3 separate regions of the Mus musculus genome follow, and all the other regions are linked to region 3. Evidence: chromatin contacts called from public Hi-C data. All regions are on one chromosome and are shown on one strand. Each heading gives the region's core, a stretch centred on a gene start, on an enhancer-like site or on the middle of the called end of the contact. The rest is flanking DNA. Distances are from core to core; before and after follow the strand shown. Region 1 overlaps Kcnq5 (potassium voltage-gated channel, subfamily Q, member 5). Region 2 overlaps Kcnq5 (potassium voltage-gated channel, subfamily Q, member 5). Region 3 has its middle 300 kb from the start of Kcnq5.

Region 1 (3,714 bases), core at 580-3,079, 580 kb before region 3:
AATAATTGGAGTCCATGGGTTTAAAGAATGGGAACACAAAGTAATGAATTGGGATAGGTGTGGGTGGAGTTGAAAGTGGAGATGAATATGCTCAAAAATAATGAATGAAATTCTGAACAACATAGAAATATTTCTAAAATTGCACATGGTTATCAGGTCTAATTTTTTTTACTTGTTATCCATGTATTCATTTAGAAACCTTCCATGCATTTTCAGGTTATCTTTGCTTCAAAATTGGTATTCTAAACAGAGGAAGACAAGGGAATGCCAAAATGGGCAAGGAGATGCTCTTGGCTTATGTGTGGATATTAGTTCTTTCGGTCTTTAGGCTTCTCTCTCTCTCTCTCTCTCTCTCTCTCTCTCTCTCTCTCTCTCTCTCTCTTTCGAGACAGGGTTTCTCTGTATAGCCCTGGCTGTCCTGGAACTCACTTTGTAGACCAGGCTGGCCTCGAACTCAGAAATCCACCTGCCTCTGCCTCCCAAGGGCTGGGAATAAAGGCGTGCACCACCACGCCCGGCGAGGTGAACTCTCTTTAATTGTTGTATTCTTCCTCTGCCACTGCTATCTTTGTTATTATTTTTGTTTCTAAATCTCATTCCACTTCTCTTCCCTAAAGCTGCTTTCTTTACAGGATGCTATCTGTGTTTGTTGATTTCCTACAACTATGAAATGCTGTTACCTGTAACTTACTCCTCATGCCTACATTTTTTCAAGTGAATAAAAATTCAAATATATTTCTGTAGCTTATTTTTTAAGCTTAGTGTTTTTAAAAAAAATACCTTTGAAAATTCTGTACATGAACACTAGATTCACATCATTTCAACCTTTCCTTCTACCATCTCCGATTCCACCCACATTACTTGTTCCATCATGAATTTGTAAACTATCTTTTTATAGTTGTTATTTTTACATAAATGTTATATATATATTGTGTATATAATATACTGAGTCCATTCAGTGTTGCATGTGTTTAGCGATGACACTTGGTATTTGATAACCTGTCAGAGGAGTTGAGAAAATCTATTCCTCTCTCAGTTATCATCGGTTGCCTTTAGCTCTTCATCTAGCATTACTTTTTGTTTGAAAACATCTCTATTGAAATATTTCAAAGTTAAATCCGCGTGAAAATTTAAACCATTACACAGATGGTCACAAAATAAGATCAGTTACAGAGTTTTCATATTTTACATACCACATTTTTACAGATGATCAACTTACATGTATACATTTCTAATTTTGGAGAATGGGGCAGGTTTGGGAAAATCGATGCATTTTTTTTTCCTGACTTCTAAAAAGAGATTGCTGAATATTGGTGCAGAACCCAGGTGGTGTATTTAAATCAGTAGACATCTTTAATTTTTAAGAGGGAGACAGAAATACTTGTAAGAATTTCTTTAAATCATTTGACTTGGTTTCTGTTCACCAAATGAAATTATCCAGAATATTTCCCATATCATTTTGTAGAACTCTGTCTGCACAATACAAAATTGTTTTCTCTATTTTATAGCTCTGTTCCTCTTGAATTATTCACCGTGACTTGGTGTCTCTTTAAGTTCCAAAAAGGTTTCTCTAATTTTAGAAAGTCCATATGTTTGGCTTATGTGGATAACTTTCTGAAGAGACAGTTTAAATGGATATGAAAAATCTGCGTGTGGATAAAAATATAGTCTTTCTTATACTTTAAAATGTTTGGGGGATCATAGACATACAAACTGTAAATTCTTGATGGCAGAAATGTTGAACTAATGCTCACACTTCACGAAGGCACTGTGGAACAAACTGTCTTTGCCTGTTAACACATTTCTATTAATACTACTTGTTCAGATTTTGCTTTGCAGTGCATGGAAATACACACAGATCTTGAATGGCAGTGTACTCACCCAGACAATTAAGCATTAACTCAGAGTAATTAGAAAGTTGGGATGGTCAAGTTGACACAGTGCTGAGGTAAGATCAGGAGTTTTGGACTCCCATCTTGGCTTAGCCCCTGGTGGCTTTGTAAATTCTAACCTGTCCCTATGTAGCACTATTTGCCTGTGAAACTGAGGCCAGAACAGATGATCTCCTCTTCTCCAGTAAGATTCAAATTGCACTCAGGACAATTGTGAAGTAAGTCAGTGGCAAAGAGTTTTCAAGGCATATGCCACTGGAAAACGAAAGTCGAAAACAAGAGGCCCCTTGGTCTTGCAAACTTTATATGCCCCAGTACAGGGGAATGCCAGGGCCAAGAATTGGGAGTGGGTGGATAGGGGAGCAGGGCGGGGGAGGGTATAGGGGACCTTCAGGATAGCATTTAAAATGTAAATGAAGAAAATATCTAATAAAAAATTGAAAAACATTCAGGAGCTCTGCCTACAAATTAACACTTTAGCAATGTTACTGTGTTCTATTTTTTATTGGTTATTTTATTTATTTACATTTCAAATGTTGCACCCCATTCCATTCCTGGCCTACCCTCTGCAAATTCCCCATTCCACTCTCCCTCCCCTTTTGCTCTAAGAGGGTGCTCTTCTACCCACCCAACTAAGTTCTAGCATCCCCCTATGCTGGGGCATCAAAGCCTTCACAGGACCAAGGTCATCGATGTAAGATAAGGTCATCCTCTGCTACATATAGAGCTGGAGCCACAGACCCATCCATGTACTCTCTTAGAATAGCGAGGGTTGTGATGACTACTTGTCAGAGTGCCTCGTATGTACCAATCACTGAGGACAGAAAAGCCTATACCTCCACTGGTGTCACAGCATGGGACTGGTTCGACATGATTTACACAGAAAGGACCCGATGAGTCTGTTTTTGTTTAATGTCATTTTGGAACACTGCATGTTTTAAATGACATCATTCTCTTTAAAAACCAAAAGCACATCCAACTTCCTTTTGTGAATGCTCATGGCAGGATGCTAAGAACCTTCAACCAGCCTATTGGAAGATGAAGTTTGGTCACTAGTAAGACCATTCATCTTCATGTATTCCAAACTGTTTGAAAATTTATTTCTATCTAGCTACAGAATGATGATGCATAATTTCATGAGAAAGATAAACCTATCAGAGGACAATGGAGGTGATCTAGAAGGAAGCCCACACTCATCATTGTATTTATAGCTGAGAAATCCCGTCATTGGTTGAAAATCAAAGAGTTAATAAATATCAGTAGCCTAGGGACCTAGATTGGTATAACAGAAAGGTAACCTGTGTCCTTTATCTCAGAAATGCAATGTGTGTTGATGCTAGGTATAAATAAAATCCATCTCAAAAATTCCAAAACACATGGGAAATCAGTTTGAGGATCGACATATAGAACCACACAAAAACAACAGAGGAAAAGCAATGAGGTAAAACATTTCTATGTGACCTAAAGGAATGCACTAAAATCCAAAAGGTGCACCAGTCCTTTGGAATGAATATCACAAGCCCAATAACATGATGACAGTCACAGACTACACAACTTCAAATATGCGAGAACTGACAATATAATTAGTGATGTTACAAAGATGGGGAGATGATGCCTAAATATATTTGATCTGTCTAATAATCAGAACAAAGTAAATTAAGAAAAGTATAGTATTGTATTATTCAGACAGTAAAGCTTTGGATAAATAAAATTATTACAGGATACAGAAAGTGTCACAAGCAGGAAAGATACATCACAGCTTTCAGAATTGTATTAGTTAATCAGTGACTATACTACTACTAATCCAGTCTTAGGAGATTTT
Region 2 (3,923 bases), core at 392-2,891, 670 kb before region 3:
TTAGTATTGAAGACCATATCAAGACTTTGAAGTTCACTGATCAACTGAAGGGTCTCTCCATAGAGGAATTGGTACACACAGGGAAATGGACAAGGGGTACACACAGGGTGGTAGTGAAAGGCAGAGGAAAATGTGCACTTCCTGTTTGAGATGATCTGCAAGAGGGATGTATTAGCATGAAACATTTACTAGAGGAATATATCCCAGAAGGAAGTACAACACAAGAAAGCTGCAAGCCTGGAGAGGAGATGCTTCTAAGGTAGATTTTGTATTTAGTTTAGTAGTTATGAAAGATCTCGTAGATAGTATAGACGAACTTAGAGTTCTGAATAGCATGCACTCGCTGGAAAGAGAGGCCCATTGGACTTTCAAACTTTATATGCCCCAGTACAGGGGAACTCCAGGGCCAAAAAGTGGGAGTGGGTGGGAGGGTATGGAGGTATTTTGGGATAGTATTGGAAATGTAAATGAGGAAAATACCTAATAAAAAGTATATATATATATATATATATATATATATATATACATAAAACAAGTAGTGGCAGTGGTAGGACACTGTCTATCTGAGTGTCTTGATCCATGTCCATAGGCTTCTGAGGATCCTATGTATTAGGATCCTATGTATTAGGATCCTATGTATTATGTATGTATTAGGATCCTATGTATTAGGATCCTATGCATTAGGGCATTTTTGAAATGAGTAGGAAAAAGGCTGATTTTAGTTTTCACTATGATGAAATGATATTGTCATATTATATTTTATACCATCAATAAAAAAAATCACAATCATTTCATGTTGAATAGTGATTTTTGTAATCATTATTTCCAGATTATGGCAATTGTTAGACCCTGGCTAGGGGCTATTTTAAATGCATTAATAATAAAGCACTAATAATAATTAATAATATACATTAATAACATAATGTATCAATATAATATGACGCAATACAACATAATTAATATAATATAATATTATTAATAATGATTAATAAATTAATGTCTTGCCATATGACAAGCATGTTTGATACTTCAACCCTTGAATTTTGACATAATTTTATCTTTTGTAATTATTTATATTTCATGTATTTAAAAACATTCTGACAAATGGCATATAGGTTTAATTAGTCTACTGATGTATTTATAATATACTTATACACAAAATTAAAATGGTAATTTAAATGGTGACAGGTTATGAGGTAGGGTTGTGAACTGGACAATGGCCGTATTTGGTAGCTACTCACGACTTACCAAGGAAATCTCATCAGTGGTCAGCTTAAAACTACCATGAGATAAATATATTCCTTCGAAATGACTCCATAGCAGCTTCTGGCCTTTATTTTATCTGAAGCATTTCTATTTTGTTTCAGATAAGATTCATGCTTATCCAAACATTTTTTTTTTATCCCAAGCTTCTCATTTGGAAAGCACTGATTATTTTAAGATGAGAAGAGTATTTATGAGAAAGTAAATATTACCAGTCTCAAGGCTGCTCTGTTTAGCCAAGAAAAGTACCATCAACTTTTTATGTTAGCTAATTAAGAATCAATTTCTGGGATGTAATTTAGCAAGAAGGCTGAGCTGAGAAACCCAGGTTCTTGTTTGAACAAATGATGCCCTGATTCCAAGGCATGTGCTTTCAGAGCAGGTGCACTTAGCTGGAATTAAAACAGCATGCAAATATAGCACTCAGAAAAGCCTAGCTGATGCTCTGCCAAAGGAACCTTAGCAAATTACATTGCTATCATTCTTGCACGCACACATGCACGCACACATGTATTTGCACACACATGAACATATACACATGCGCACACACATGCATCCATGCATGCACAGGCATGCACACACACACACACACACACGAGCACTCACACATGAACATACACACACATGCACACATGCACAAACAGGCACACATGCACATACATAAGCACACACACACACACACACACACACACACACACACACACACCCCTAGACATTCACAAACAACTGTGAATGTTGCAGTGAAGAAACTAGACACAGAATGAATATCAGACATGGAAATTTCACAGGGCTTCAGCAAGGAGGTTTTGCTGATATTGACACAAATATACAGTTCTCCCCAGAATGCAATCTGCTGCAAGTATTTTGGTGGACTGTCAGTTTTATTGAGAAACCTTTGGAGGAGAGGAGATCATTAAATATTACATGATATAGGATCATGGGATTAAAATAAAGCACTCTAATGAGAGACACAGAAATACTTAAGAAATACAGACCTTAGGAACTGTTTACATAAAAACAATTAACCACAGCTACACTGCTTCATAAAATTTCAAGTATTGCCATGATGAAGTGAGCATTTTAGTATATTGTATGGAAGACATAAATGTTTGTAGGTGCATCAAAGATTATGATGTCTAAAGCATGTGTGCTGGTATTGGTATTAGTGACTTTAGATGATCCTCCAGCATCATGCATTAGCAGGTGAAATTGAAGCAGTCTAATGAGCACATTGGCAGGACTAAGGCTCAACATTTGGCTCTTGCATCCTAAATTTATCTGTCTTTATATAAATTTAGTGCTCTGTGAAATATCCTTGGTACATAATTTTTCCATGAAAGATGTCCAGTTTTCACCTGGAGGTCTCTTCGAAGCACATCTCACCCTCCACGGCAAAGCAACAAAACTGTAGCATGACGTTTTGGTGTTTTTCACAGTGAGCTACTAAGACCTATGTAGTAATACTCTAATACAACGATTACTATAAAGTCTGTGAAGTTCTACCATGAATTCTGATATGTTACATATTGTATGCAGTATTAAAAAGCAATCGAGGGATTGGGGGACTAGTGCTTTTGACTTTGTTATTGTGTTTCTGAAGAAGGGTCTGGAAAATGTAAGCAATTTAGAACTTTGAAAATCTACAAGCAATTCAAAAGGCTTTCTTTCTATCAGAGCAGAGGCTACACTGTGTACATACAGATTGGGACACGCTTTGGATGAAGCTTGCTTCAATGATCAATGAATCCTTGTGATCAGAAGGCTCTCAGATCGAATCTTTCATTCCCCAAAGTGGTTATCTTTAAGCATCTCTGAAAGACATTTGTTCAGTTTCTCTTTGAGTCCTTCCAGGGTCCTGAACCTTTATGCCCACTCAGGCCTGCTAGGCACAGCTCTACTCTTGGAAAACTGCTTCCTCAGTGGGCTCAACTCCATAGAGAACCTTTGCCATTGGTTCTTCAAGCTCACAACTACAGAAAGCATGCACTCCTACCTCCCCAGAAAGCTCATCATACACTGAAGGATGGCTTTACTCTAGTTTCCCCAGAGGTTTTCTGACTGAATATACTGAGACTGTTTTTGTCTACTATTCATAGGAAACAATGTCCTGATCTCGTAACCCTCTCCTCACTGTGCCTTAAATATACCCACTGTGTTACTACATCCCTTGATGTGAGACTGACATTGTGTGACCCTCCAATGTAAGCAAAAGATCTGGCATTCAGTTACCAACATGAAATAGCTCCATCTCTTGCCAGGAAACTCAAGTTCAGATTTTCCACTCCCCAGATAATAGCAAAACTGGTTTCAAAATGCCCACCTAGCTTAAGGACACTTCAATTTCTGTCTCTTTGCTACCAATTCACAAAACCTGGAGTGAACCTGCACACTCTTGACCTGTATCCTGAGAGTACACCCACACTGGTCCCTAACATAATTACTTTTTACTAAACTATGTTTGATTTTCTGCTCTTTCCTTGAAAAAGAATAATGAGCATTCAACCAACATGCTATGTTCTGAGAGTTTCTCAGTATTTTACATTGAGTTGGTTCCTTGAGGCATCCCATAAGACATTCTTGCTAGTATTTTATTGCAAAAGATCTCTATATTTCTTCCGGAAAAAAACAATGGTGAGGTTTTGGTATGAGACAGTGATTTT
Region 3 (3,413 bases), core at 609-3,108:
AACTGACTGCCTAAAATAACAATATCAACTGACTAAATAAAAATCCACTCTCTTTCCTCAAGTGGCGCCATTTTTGTGTTCACTAATATTAGAAAGAAGCAAAGATTTTGAAGTAATATTTAAGGGACGCTTAAATTCGAAAAGCTATTTCCAGGCATTGTGGCTCATACTTGTAATCCCAGTCCTTGTAAAGTTGGGACCAGAGGATTGTAGCAAGAGAAAACCATTTGAACTACACAGCAAGACCCTGTTACAAATATCTTTTAAAAATTAAAAAGCTCCTTAAAACACTCCTCAGAACTGGGCATATATATCTCAGTGGAAGAGCACTTGTTTAGTATGGGTAAGCTCTTGACTAGATCTCCATCCCCTAAGGGAATCAAACAGAATTTCCAAACTACCATTTTTACAACAATAGCATCCATATTTAATGGTAATGGTATTGGTAATAAAAGTGATAACAGTGCCCTAAGCACTTATCGTACATTGGGAATTTTGCTAAGCACATCTGCATATATTGTCTAATTATCACATTGTTTTTTGAAAATCATATAATTCACCTGAGTTAGAGATAAAGTTTTTAAACCACTTGAAAATTCCTCCAGTGCTTGTCAACATTGGAACTTGTTTCACCCCTAGCATATCTTGTCTATTCTATTCTGTTGGCATCCTTTTGCACACACACTACTGGGTCCCACTGTATTCCAACCAATGTGGAATCTAACTTCATTTCCTCTCATCAAGGATGGTTTAATCACCATGAGAGGTCTGTGTCCTTCTTATCCTGAGAATACTCTATACAAGACTCTACAACATCTATCACACGTCTCTAGAACACTGACACACTGACAGAGTTATGTGGGGAAATCTGACTGGCTCAGTCTGGACATCTCCTGGACCTGCTTATCCTTTCTTGGGTTGAGTTTTTTTCTCCGTGTGAATAGCACCACCTGTCTTCTAGGGGTAGAGGCAACATTAAAGCTTGGTGCATTAACTATATAAATGACTTGCAACTAGGCAAGGTCTTCAAGGAGACGATTACAATGTCCTTTCCTAGAGGTAGTTCAGGCTATGTCTTCCTCATTCCCTCAGCCTTTATCTCAAGAGAACAGATTACTCAAATAATTATTGAAAACGCTCCTTGTCCAGCACTGTGCTGGCCACTTTCAAAAGCTAAAATAAACATAATCCTTGATGTCAAGAAAATTATTTGGCCAGCAAAAACAATAGGCGTGAACAAAAATAATAGGCATTCCCCAAATAATAACAATAGAATGTGATAATAAAAGTCGTGGGTGCCATCCCAGGGAGCAGAGAGGAAGAACTCCATCCAGGAGCAGTCAAGACAAGTTTACAGATGTGCAGTGAACCACAACAACAACAACAACAACAACAACAAAAAGTAAGATTCTTGAATCTTCCACATACATTCCCCTAGTGGAAAAGATGGCAAGGCAGCCTTTCTTCTGGTCCTTAATGAACAAAGCAAGCAGAGGGCAGGAAACTTCTGAGTATCACCTACTCACTGCACTTTCACATTTGCTTGCAGGAAGACTAGAAAGACTTCTGTGACCAACTAAGGAAGGCAACGGTTCCTTGTGGGGCTCACGTGTTCTTGCTCATGGTTTATAAGCCCCATTTATTGATCCAGAGAAGGCAACAACTTTCTGGACTAGGAACTGACAACCAGATGAGATCTGAGGGAGAAGAGAGTCGCGATCCCTTCTTGTAACGATCATTTGCCTTTGCTCTGGTCACTAAAAGTGTGTCTTGCATGCGGTATTAGGCTTTAAGCTTCACCAATCAACCAAGAATCCACAGTCCCAGTCGTTCATTCCTGATGCAGTTTCCTTGGCAACCATGGCCCTGCCAGAAAGCTCACCAACCCACAGTGAGACTGTGTGAAGCCCAGCAGCTCTGTCAGGAACTCTCAGCTTTTAAATAATAGGAGACCACACTGAGATACTTTCTTGCTCAAACGCCAACCTGGATGCCATCATTCTGTATTTGTGGTGCGCCTTTCATCTGGGCAGTTCAAAGCAGGACTGGGTCGGACCTTATGGAGATGAACGTTATAGTTAGTCACACGTTCTGGAAAGGAACCAGAAACGAGGTGTGAGGGAAATCAAAGGACTCTGTAGCCGAGTGCTGACTTCGCCCCTTCCTTTCTTTTGCTTTCTCCCTTCCTTTTATGTCTTCCTAATGTTCGTCCCCATTTCCTTTACTCCTATTATATATTTCTTAAGTGATATCCCTGGCACTCCCTTGCAGTCAATCTTTACAGTTGCCTCTAGAAAGACCAAACTCGAAGGCTGGACTTGAGATCGCCCACTCTGTAGGTTCCTCCATTGACTTTGCTGTCACCTGAGCTAAACATGACTAGTGTCCATGTCAGATGCTGCTACTGCAGGTTTCATTCAGATCATCTGAGTCACTCTTTTCTTTCCTTGCCTCAATTGATGATCTTGGAGGGAGTCCCTAAAGAGCCCTCAATATCAGAGAAGACAAGAAGAGTCCCTGTACAAAAATTAAAACGTTCCAACAAAATCACTTAGGGCAGAGTTCTCCCAAGATTAGTGTCCAGATACCTCCCCAGGGATGACATTATAAGACGCCTTTGATTCAGTTTTGGATGGAATCTGAGGTTCCACATCTCCAACAAGCTCTCAAGTCACACTGCTCCTAGTGGTTGGGTTAGAAGACCAGCCTTTGAGGAAGGAAGGGCTCTGGCTCTGTGTCTGCATCTATACTGTTCCTCTGTGGGCTGTTAGGATGAGAGTGGGAAACACAGGTCCCGTTCTTATACCGTTTTGTATAATCAAGAATGCTTCATGTATTCCTTTGAGACATGCAAGGTAGTCAGTATTATTGTCTGTGTTTTCTGTTCAATATCAGAAAATAGTGAGATTTCACAACCAGTTGTTTATACCCGTCACAAAAAGATTAATTTAGGAGTTGAGAGATACTAGCGTCTTATAGAGGACCTTTAAGTGCCACATCAGATGGCTCATGATCACTTGTCATTCCAACTCCGGTGTATCTCATGCCCTCTTCTGGCCTCTTGGGCACTCACGTGCATGTCACCAAACACAGACATGCATGTATATAGGTAATGTTAAAATGAATAATACATTTTTAAAAAAGAAAAACCCAACTTGAACGTTTTGTTGTTATTGTAAAAAGTATAAATTGTTGCAGTGGCTGTTAAAACGCATCTAGCAAGTTGTTTCAAGGACTCACAGAAAGGTTTTCAGAGACATTTTGAAGGTCTTGTTGTTGTTATTTCTTGGCTTCTTTTTGCTTTTTTGTTTTTGTTCATTTGTTGATGGGAAGCTCCCAGATTCATAGTTAATGGAACTTTACTGATTCAGTGGCTATGGTCTGGCTTCTCTCCAGACTGACTTAGTTACTCG

The links. A called contact is a pair of places that touch in the nucleus more often than the background predicts.
Region 1: a contact with region 3 is called in a Hi-C map of cortical neurons, with 3 times the contacts expected there. The contact joins two enhancer-like sites. A contact is called at or near these places in 4 of 484 Hi-C or Micro-C datasets (cerebral cortex and cortical neurons).
Region 2: a Hi-C map of cortical neurons shows a contact between it and region 3, with 4 times the contacts expected there. The contact joins two enhancer-like sites. A contact is called at or near these places in 3 of 484 Hi-C or Micro-C datasets (cerebral cortex and cortical neurons).

Annotation. Positions count from the first base shown.
Region 1 is chr1:21,682,967-21,686,680 of GRCm38.p6, forward strand. All of the region lies in intron 1 of Kcnq5 (potassium voltage-gated channel, subfamily Q, member 5), which reads right to left. Among named protein-coding and RNA genes, the nearest start is that of Kcnq5, 280 kb to the right of the region's middle. Within about 2 kb of position 1,830, at least 3 of the 459 cell types and tissues checked have an H3K27ac peak or open chromatin away from gene starts, as enhancers often do. A contact at or near this core is called in cortical neurons, where this site is marked.
Region 2 is chr1:21,596,465-21,600,387 of GRCm38.p6, forward strand. The region is part of intron 1 of Kcnq5 (potassium voltage-gated channel, subfamily Q, member 5); the gene reads right to left. Among named protein-coding and RNA genes, the nearest start is that of Khdc1b, 210 kb to the left of the region's middle. Within about 2 kb of position 1,642, at least 3 of the 459 cell types and tissues checked have an H3K27ac peak or open chromatin away from gene starts, as enhancers often do. A contact at or near this core is called in cortical neurons, where this site is marked.
Region 3 is chr1:22,264,798-22,268,210 of GRCm38.p6, forward strand. No RefSeq gene overlaps it. Among named protein-coding and RNA genes, the nearest start is that of Kcnq5, 300 kb to the left of the region's middle. Within about 2 kb of position 1,859, at least 23 of the 459 cell types and tissues checked have an H3K27ac peak or open chromatin away from gene starts, as enhancers often do. A contact at or near this core is called in cortical neurons, where this site is marked.